2 separate regions of the Zea mays genome follow, and region 2 is linked to region 1. Evidence: chromatin contacts called from public Hi-C data. All regions are on one chromosome and are shown on one strand. Each heading gives the region's core, a stretch centred on a gene start, on an enhancer-like site or on the middle of the called end of the contact. The rest is flanking DNA. Distances are from core to core; before and after follow the strand shown.

Region 1 (4,518 bases), core at 1,013-3,512:
ACCTGCATCCAGCACCCCGTCCCAACTCCCAAGTCAAGGTCTTCGAAATCGCATACGAATCTGAACACGCATGTCTCTCTCTATCTATAAGAGGCTGTAACAGTGGTTTACCTCGCCGTTAGGGGTGTACCAGGGACCCCACTTTTTGGTGACTGCTAGATTGAGATCCTTGACGGAGTACCTTGTCGCGGTAAGCGAGCATATGGAATCGAAATCGCCACTGCAAGACATTCATTCAGAGGGAAAGAATTTGTCTGAAGCTCTGTGAAACAATCTGTTCAGATCTCACTGTGCATGGTGGAAGGCTTCAAGTCAAGCACACGCACAGTACCTATAGATCCATACTCTGAGCCCACAATCGACCAGGTATCTGATGGTTGGCACCATGAAAGCAGGGGAATCGTTCCAGACCAAGTTCGGCCTGAATGAAACAGAGAGAGAAAAGCATAAATACCATATATCAACTTTAAGTCATTAGACATTCATTATCTAAAAAAAGGTCATTAGACATTCGGGGCAGAAAAAAAACAAGAATAGTATCAGTAGGGTGAGTGAGAATGCAGATTGCAGAGTAGAGGAACCAAAGGCAGCAGATGAACTTACATGCAGGCTGACCAGTTTCTGATCCGAGCGTGCAGGGCCTCTTGCACCTCGACGCTATTGAGGTAAGATCTGACGTAATGGTCGCTGCACGGATCGTAGCCAGGTAACTGACAAACCGGAATTAATTGCAACACTTCAGTATCTGTGTACTGCAAGATACTACGTGCACGTTTTTCATCTGACAAGAAGAAGAGCGGCTGGAGTTCCATGGACACGGCATATGGCGGGCGCTAGGTACGTAACGTACGTGGCTGCTGGAGTAGTAGGTTCCGTTGGGCGACTGGAGGCAGACCGGAGCGTAGAGGTTGAAGCAGTCCATCCTCCCTCCCTCGAACGTGTGCTCCGATGCGTTGGAGGAGCACAGGTCGTGGAGGAAGCTGCAGTTGTGGAGGGTGCTCGCCCACACCTCGTCGGAGATCACGCCGTGGCTCCACATGAACTCCAGCTTCCCCTTCTCGTAAAGGTACAGATCCAGCAACGGGTTGCCAAGCTAAATATATCGTAAAGGCACAGCAGAGTTGGATAGATTGGACAGTGGACACCCTATGATCGATCGAAAGATTGTTAGGCGCACTCACGAAGATGCCGCGGAGGTTGATGGGCGTCTGCCGGGCGGGGAGGCGGCGGTTCATCAGCGTGACGACGGTGGCGGCCTGCGGGACGAAGTGGCCGCCGTAGCTCTCCCCCGCCACGTACAGCTCGCGGCCCTTGTAGTCGGGGAACCTCTCCAGCCAATTCACCAGGAAGATGTACGTGTCCTCGGCGGTCCTCCTGTCGCCGGCGGTCTTGTAGTCGGCGGCGTCCCTCGAGAAGGAGAACCCGACGCCCGCCGGCGACTCCAGGAAGATCACGTTTGCCACTGCACACTTACAGATATATATCTGATCAGTTCAGTTGCCAAGCTACGGAGGAGGCAGCATATGTGATTAAGGTTACAAGCTGCGGCTTCCACTCCACGTACGACTGTTCCAGGCGTGCTTGTTCTCGCTCAGCGTCTCGCCGTCGGGGTTGACACGGAACGGGCCGAGCTCCATCATCGCCCCGTATCCCAGCGACGAGCACCCCGGCCCTGCGCCAGAAAAAACTGTCGGCCGTGAGACGACTCCTCGCGTCGAGATTGACGACCGTGTGTGTGTGTGTGTGTGTTCAGTCAGTTACCTCCATTGAGCCACAGGATGAGCGGCTTGGAGGCCGCGTCGGCGGGAGACTCGACGAAGTAGTAGAAGAGCTCGCGACCGCGCTCCTCGTTCACCGTCACGTACCCGGAGTACTGGCCGAACCTGGCGCGCGGCGGCTGGCCGGGCAGCTCCTTGATCCTGTCCGCCTCCTTCCCACCGCTCGGCGGGCGCTTGCAGCGCTCGGGCAGTGGCGCGTAGGTGCCGGAGTCTGAGCATGTGTCGGTCTCGGCAGGCCCGTTTGGGCTGAGGCTGAGCCTGAGCCTGCTTCTTCCGGACGCCATGAGCTTGCTGAGCTGAGCCTCCTGCGACGAAGCAACGACGTGGGACGTGCCCTGCAGTAGGATTGCGACGGAGAGGAGGACGAAGGTGGTGGTGTTGCTCCTCCTCATCTTTGCAGGTGCAGTGCAGGGAGAAGATCCCAGCTAGCTGCGAGGGTGTAAACAGAACTCAGAAACGTGAGCACTGAGCACACCAAAATAAAGTGGTAACTTGTCAACCAACCGTCCAAAAACCCAGATAGGTACTCGACGTAGAGGAACAAGGCAAAGGGTAACTCCATCCAACACTCGAGAAACGACAGGACTGGCAAAAAGGTCACATCGTGACTCAGGATCGGCCGATTCCATTGATCCATTCCCTGATGTGGACACTTCCATCCTGGCACTTTCCTCTTCCTGGCTTTGGAAGTTTTCGAACGCCAGAGCACACACTCCAGCTCTAGCTCTGGATCCAATAGATGTGCAGGGTTGGGCCGTTTGGCTAGAGGACACTTCAAATTTGTGGCGATTGCGAAAACTTTTTAACAATTTTAGTATGTTTGTGGAGCTAGCTGGTCCATTTCGTATCGGTATTGCGTTCAGTCCTGCATGGCTGCATATGTCACGTATTGAGAACGGCGTTTCTTGTATTCCTGTTTCCAGACATGCTTGTCCTAAATACGGTCCAACCACTATTCTACATTTTAACATTATCATTCTAGCGAACCTTCTTTCAAATTTCCTAGGTGGGCATGACGCAAGGTTAATGACATGCATGTTTTACTATATCGACGCGCTCTTTTTCTGCTGTGTTGCACGTTTCGTAAAAACAGTCAATTGGGCAGCTAGGGTAGGGATTCAGTTTCCGGGACTCTGACGCTTGATGACTGAAGGAGACGGCGGTGTCACCCTGTCACGGGCTCTTCTGTCTGGTTTTTTTGGGCCCCCGTATCGTACTCTTTCTTCTTCCAACAGTGGATGATTTGGCTGTCCTGTGTACAGTTTTTTTCAACTTGAGCGCCTTTAATCTTATGATCCAAGGACCCAGGTTTTCTCTACCACGCGCCGTTCATGACCGCACCTAGCGGACTCCGAGTCTACCGCGCGGCTCACGAACCAGATTAGCTAGGAGTCTAGGACTAGGAATTAGAGGGGCGTTTGGGAGGGCTCCTGGCCAGCTCCAATATCGGCTCCTCGCTGAAGCCGTCCCAAACGCCACCTCCCAAACGCTCTTGGGCAGGAGCAGAAGCCAAAATACGGCTGAGAGCCGGAGCTAAAAATTTTGGCTCTGTGCATGGCTCTGCGTACACAGACCTAGCTACTTCTCATGGCAGGACGCACAACCTGCCTTTGGCCGGCGCCCCGTCCTTGGCTGCTGCCCAGGCTACGACACTAGGCGCCCCGATGGGTCGAGGCCTAGCTGTTGCCCACGGCACGACGCGACACTAGGCGCCCCGGTGGGTCGAGGCCTAGCCGCTGCCCACGGCACGACACACGGTCTGTCCATGGCTGGCACTCGGTTCTTGGCCGGCGCAACAGAGAAGCACGGTAGAGAGCACGGTGAGCAAGGTCCACTGAAAGGCGCTGTCCACTGGTGGCGATGTCGACTCTGCAGTCTGCACAGTTTGCAGAGGAGCTGGAGCTATCTGCTGTTCAGTGTGGTGCTATTTGGAGGAGCCGTTTTGCCAAACAATTTGCAAAAAGTATAGGCTTCTGCGAATAAGCTATTTTTTTATGGGACCCCGAGTCGGAGCCATTTTTAGAGGAGCCGGAGCCCTCCCAAACGGGCCCTAGGTCCGAGTCCGTACGTAATCGTCTCAAATCGTGTCGCCGTCAAATAAATAGGACTAGGAATTAGGTTTGAGTGACGTCCCAAACAATCATTATAAATACAAATCGAGTGTGCTGTTGTATTGTCAATATCAAACCTATCAACGCTACTACACACGACAGAGGGCCGCCGTACCCTCCGAACACCATCATCGTCCACGCCGTGATACGTGCGTCGACGAGAAGGAGCGGCGGCGGCGGTGGCTACGGCGACCGCAAAGGGCATAGGCATGAGAAGAAGGTCGGTCGTCCACTGAGGCGCTGGCAATGGCGGACGTCGACGTACTGGGCGCGGTACTTCTTATATTCTGATCTCAATACCCCTCATGTACAAGCACATATCTGTGTGTGTATCGTGTTTGATCATTAATAAAGTAGAGAAAGATTTGTCTCTAAACAAAATCGACCTCAATGGGCAACGCAAAGCTCGCTTTTTCCCTTTCCCCGCCCCGCTCGCCGGCGACAGGAGGTCGCCCCGAGCGCCACCAGCCTTCACCCTCCCGCTCCCCCACCACCCCAAATGACCTTGAAACGCTCGACCTCTACTACTCCTCAAGCCTAGGTGAACCGTCCTCCGCCCCTGCTAGCAGATCTAACGCGGCTCGGGTTACCCCCAAATCCGTGGATGAAGCACTGGCTGCTCGTCTACT
Region 2 (4,518 bases), core at 535-3,034, 340 kb after region 1:
AGAGTGGAATATGTAATAAAAAATAGATTGCAGCCACAACCAGTTTGCCCTCGGTTGCTTGATGCATATGTGTGACCAGACCAATCTGATATCCAAAAACTTCTTGCCATAATAAATGAGGCTATCCTAGAAAAAAGACAACAAACCTTTATCCTGCACAACGCTCTAAACATTAGACCTGGTGAACATAAATGGCCAATCAACCATTCTGTATTTATCTTGTAACACATCGAACCTTACTGACAGGAAACCACGTTGTGTTTGTTCAGAGACGGCACCAACATCATATGACAAGTTATCTGAGCAGAAGTTTAGAGTCGTACCACTGATCTTATCTCCATCTGAAATTTCATATAATGCATCATGCAACCTCCATGTGAAAGATGGCCATGTGATCATCCAACCGTCATACACAATTACTGTGACCCAATATATGTGGTTGTAGTAAAATAGGAGCTGCCCTCGACATGCACGGACACACACCAAAGCTCTCATTGCTGCCAATCCAGTTTGTGCCAGTAAAGGAGGACGACGTCGCTGTCCTCGTCAAGCTGATCAAGGAAGGCACCGACGACAGGCAGGAGGCCGCGGCCGCGGCGCTTGGCCTCCTCTGCCGCGACGAGGACAGCCTACATAAGCTCCTCCACTCCGGAGTGTGCTCCGTGTTCGCCGCTGCGCTCAAGGAGCCACCGGTGCGCGTGCAGGCCGCGGTCACGGACGCCATCGCGTCGCTGGCGCGCCACAGCCACAAGTGCCAGGACCTGTTCGCGCAGAGCAACGCCGTCCGGCATCTCGTCACCCACCTCGCTTCCACCCCGTCCATACCACCGCCCTGTCCGCACCTCGCCGCGCACCGCATGTCCTCGCGCCCGCTGCGCTTCCTCCGCCGCTGCCTGCGCGTGCGCCCGCTCGGCCGCCCCGAGATCCGGCGGGACCCGCGCGAGCTCCCGCGCTGCTCGCCCTGCGCCGCCGCGTCCCCGTAGGAGCCGCCGATGCGCGTGCAGGCCGCGGTCGTGGACGCCATCGCGTCGCTGGCGCGCCACAGCCACAAGTGCCAGGACCTGTTCGCGCAGAGCAACGTCGTCCGGCATCTCGTCACCCACCTCGCTTCCACCCCGTCCATACCACCGCCCTGCCCGCACCTCGCCGCGCACCGCCTGTCCTCGCGCCCGCTGCGCTTCCTCCGCCGCTGCCTGCGCGTGCGCCCGCTCGGCCGCCCCGAGATCCGGTGGGACCCGCGTGAGCTCCCGCGCTGCTCGCCCTGCGCCGCCGCGTCCCCGTCCCCCACCTCCCGCCTCTACGCCTGCCTCTCCTGCGCCACCGTCTTCTGCCCCTCCCACGCTGCCACGCACGCCTCCGCCTCTGCGGGGTTAGCGGCGTTTGCGGAGCGGTCGCGGCGGGCGGTTGGCGGGGGCGGGGTCGCGGCGGGCGGTTGGCGGAGGTCGCGGCGGGATCGAGCGGGCGGTTGTGGCGGGGGCAGTCTACAATACAGTCTTAATAGTTAGTACAGATATGTCAGGTAACTATTAAATGCACCATGAATAGCATTAGATGCAAATTTGCTAGTTTCAAAAACATGTCTTGAATTACACGATGTTTGGCTGTGTCCAGCAGATTATGTATATAATATTATGTATATGATTGTGTAAAATATTATTTTATATTATAGACAACACTTTGTTAAGTAAGATTTAAAATAAAAGGTGAGATATTAAATAAAATAGGAGAGCTGGTTACACCTTCTATGTAAATAATGTTATCTACGCAGCGTAAAAACATTGCTACGGCCACTCAGCTGTTTACACCGATCTACGAGTATCCCCACGAGAAACCCCCATTCCACCATCCTCTACCCACCCAATGGATCCGTCCGCCGTTGGCTCCTCGCGGCGGAAGGCGGAGCAGTGGTTGAGCGTGGCTGAGAAGCTCATGGTGGCGCGGGACATTGAAGGGTGCAAGCAGTTCGCCTCGCAGGCCCTGGCCGCCGATCCCCACACCCCGGGCGCCGACGACCTCCACGCCGCCGCCATCTCCCTCCTGGCAGCCCAGCAGCGCCGCCTCCCTAACGGTCAGCCTGATCCCTACGGCGTCCTTGGTCTGGACCCCGCAAACCCCGCATCACGCCGACCGGATGCCATCCACTCACAATATCGCCGCCTCTCTTTCCTCCTCAATCGTTCCCACCAGGACCGCCCCTGCTCGCTCGCCTTCGCCGAAGCTGCCCGGCTCGTCGCTGATGCCTGGGCTTTTCTCTCTGATCCCGTTCTTAAATCCTCCCTTGACGTGGACCTCGATGCCGCCGCCGCAGCTCGCGCGTACCACTCTCCTCCAAATCTACCGCAGCCGCACTCGCAGCCACATCTGCCTGCACGGCTAACTCCGCCGGTGGCTGCTCCCTCCCCGCGGTCGACTCCGCCGCTGGTTTCTCCCCTTCCGCGGGCAACATCACCGCCGGCTGCTTCCCCTCCACGGCAAACTCAGCGGCCGGCTGTCCCCCAAACAAGGTCAACACCGCCGCCGGCTGCTTCTGCTCCACGATCTACTCCACCACCACCGGTTTCTCCTCAAACACTGTCAACACCGCTGCCTGCCGCTCCCGCTCCCGCTCCACGGTCTACACCACCACCTGTTGTTCCCCAAACACCGTCAAGTACGCTGCGGCCGACTACTCCCCAAACGCCGGTGGCTGCAACTGTCCCAGCAGCGAAGTCTGGTGCGGCACCTTCATCAACGTTCTGGACAGTGTGCTCGGCCTGCTGCCACATTCACCAGTTCGACTGCCAATATGAGACGTGCAAATTACTGTGCCCTAGTTGCCGCCAGCCATTTGTGGCCAAGGCAATGGCTGAGCCACCGCCTATTGTGCCAGGCACCGACATGTATTACTGCACTTGGGGGTTCTTCCCCGTTGGGTTCCCTGGGTGTCCTGGCTTTGAAAGAATGGTCAATGCACAGCCATCGGGAGTAGATCAGCTGAATGCGCCATGGCTTGGAAGCGCAGGTGGTGTACATGGTAATGCTCAGAATGGGGTGCCACCAGTTAGTGCCCCAGTGGTAGAAGTGCCAGTCAAGGATCCCATAGAGGTGCCTGCAGTGACACCGCCAGCGAAGCCGATGCGAGTGAAGGTGGGTGCGAAGAAGCGTGGTCGCCCCAAGGGTAGCAAGAACAAGAAGAAATTATGAATGCCAATGATGAACATGATGGTTATCATCATAGATCACATGAATTAACTGAGATATGCATTCAATCACACTGCCATTGTAGTCAACCGAAGCACTCGTCTGCTGGTTGAATTCTCACTTGCTGTTGCCAGGATCTCTAATGTGGAGCAAGCAATTTTATTGCTGAAAGACTTCTTTTTCAATGGTAGAATTCTTCCTTTTCGAGATTATGATGTTAATCTCTGGTTCGTCCCCACTGCCGTACTTGACATTATGCTTTAGCTGTAACTATTGTATTTGCATATTCGTCTAATTTCTGCTTCCCTGAAGACAGTTGTATTGATCTAAATCGATAGGTGTCTAGTTACTGTTTATTGTACGTTTTGAGTTTGGTGCTACTCTGCTCTAGTGCTCTGTGTCGTAATGCTGCAATAAATGGAATGGTTTAAAGCTCTAATTTTAACGCGAATTTTGCTTATGACACTTTCCGTACCAGAATTTTGCACCTTGGCTGTCCTTATTGCAATGTCGTGTGATCAAAATCTATTTCCTTTTTAAGTTTTTTAGCAGCTATTAGTTTCACTCATCGAGATACTTGTTCTGCTCCTGTTTATTAGTTTACTTGTTCAAGAAAATCGTATCGAACTGGGAACTGTTATAAAAGTCTAAATGTGCACGCTCTTATCATGATTATATCTTCTCCGTCGAACCTTTTCTTTATTTCTTTTTTGCTTTGTTGATAGGCTCTTCTGAATCAAGTATGTCTGCAGATCTGCTCAAAACTCTAGTAGGGTGTTTGGTTTCATGAATAAATCTTCTTACTCTTCATTTTTTTGTTTGGTTTGTGGACATTTTTTTGTTTGGTTTGTGGAATGGAATGAGTTGATCTATCACCATTTTATTTCTCATAAGTTAATAATTAGTAATAACATGAGGAATGAGCTCATTTCACCAAATTTGTGGGATGAACTCATGTTGCATCACTTCATCTAGTATGGATTGATTTTTTAAACTAAACAACCTCTAGGTGAAGCAGCTCTGTCTCGGAGTCTAGTTTGTTTTCTCATAACAAGTGGCGAATACTTTCAAACTCCGTGTCTAGCTGGTTTTTTTTAAGGATTTCAAAGTAGTAAAAGAGGTACTCCAAAAAAAATTGTACTCTCAAACCTCCATAGGGCTTGCAATTGTAGAGTTGGAGCGTTTAGCCAGCTCTTCCTTGGAGTTTTGTTTTGCAGCCACGCCTTTCTCTCTAAGTTTGTTTGTGCAAGGTTGGCCTTTACATTTTGCCATTTTGTTTGATTATAAGGAGTCATTTTTCATTTATATTCTTAGTTCTTATGGGTTAACTAGTGAATA

What was found. Hi-C and Micro-C count contacts between places; a contact is called where the count stands out from the background.
Region 2: a contact with region 1 is called in a Hi-C map of root tip, with 2.9 times the contacts expected there. The contact joins the promoter of LOC100191722 here to the promoter of LOC100383183 in region 1. A contact is called at or near these places in 2 of 25 Hi-C or Micro-C datasets (ear and root tip).

Annotation. Positions count from the first base shown.
Region 1 is chr7:132,566,876-132,571,393 of Zm-B73-REFERENCE-NAM-5.0, forward strand. LOC100383183 (Serine carboxypeptidase-like 40) reads right to left here and starts at 2,263. Exons shown (of 9, transcript NM_001366812.1): 1 at 1,762-2,263; 2 at 1,565-1,672; 3 at 1,182-1,462; 4 at 851-1,093; 5 at 604-710; 6 at 332-421; 7 at 112-220; 8 at 1-2. The coding sequence starts at 2,170.
Region 2 is chr7:132,911,232-132,915,749 of Zm-B73-REFERENCE-NAM-5.0, forward strand. It overlaps LOC100191722 (Chaperone DnaJ-domain superfamily protein), which reads left to right and starts at 1,785. Exons shown (of 1, transcript NM_001137151.2): 1 at 1,785-3,629. The coding sequence starts at 1,861. The coding sequence ends at 3,183. LOC100384518 reads left to right here. Exons shown (of 2, transcript NM_001177040.1): 2 at 1-307.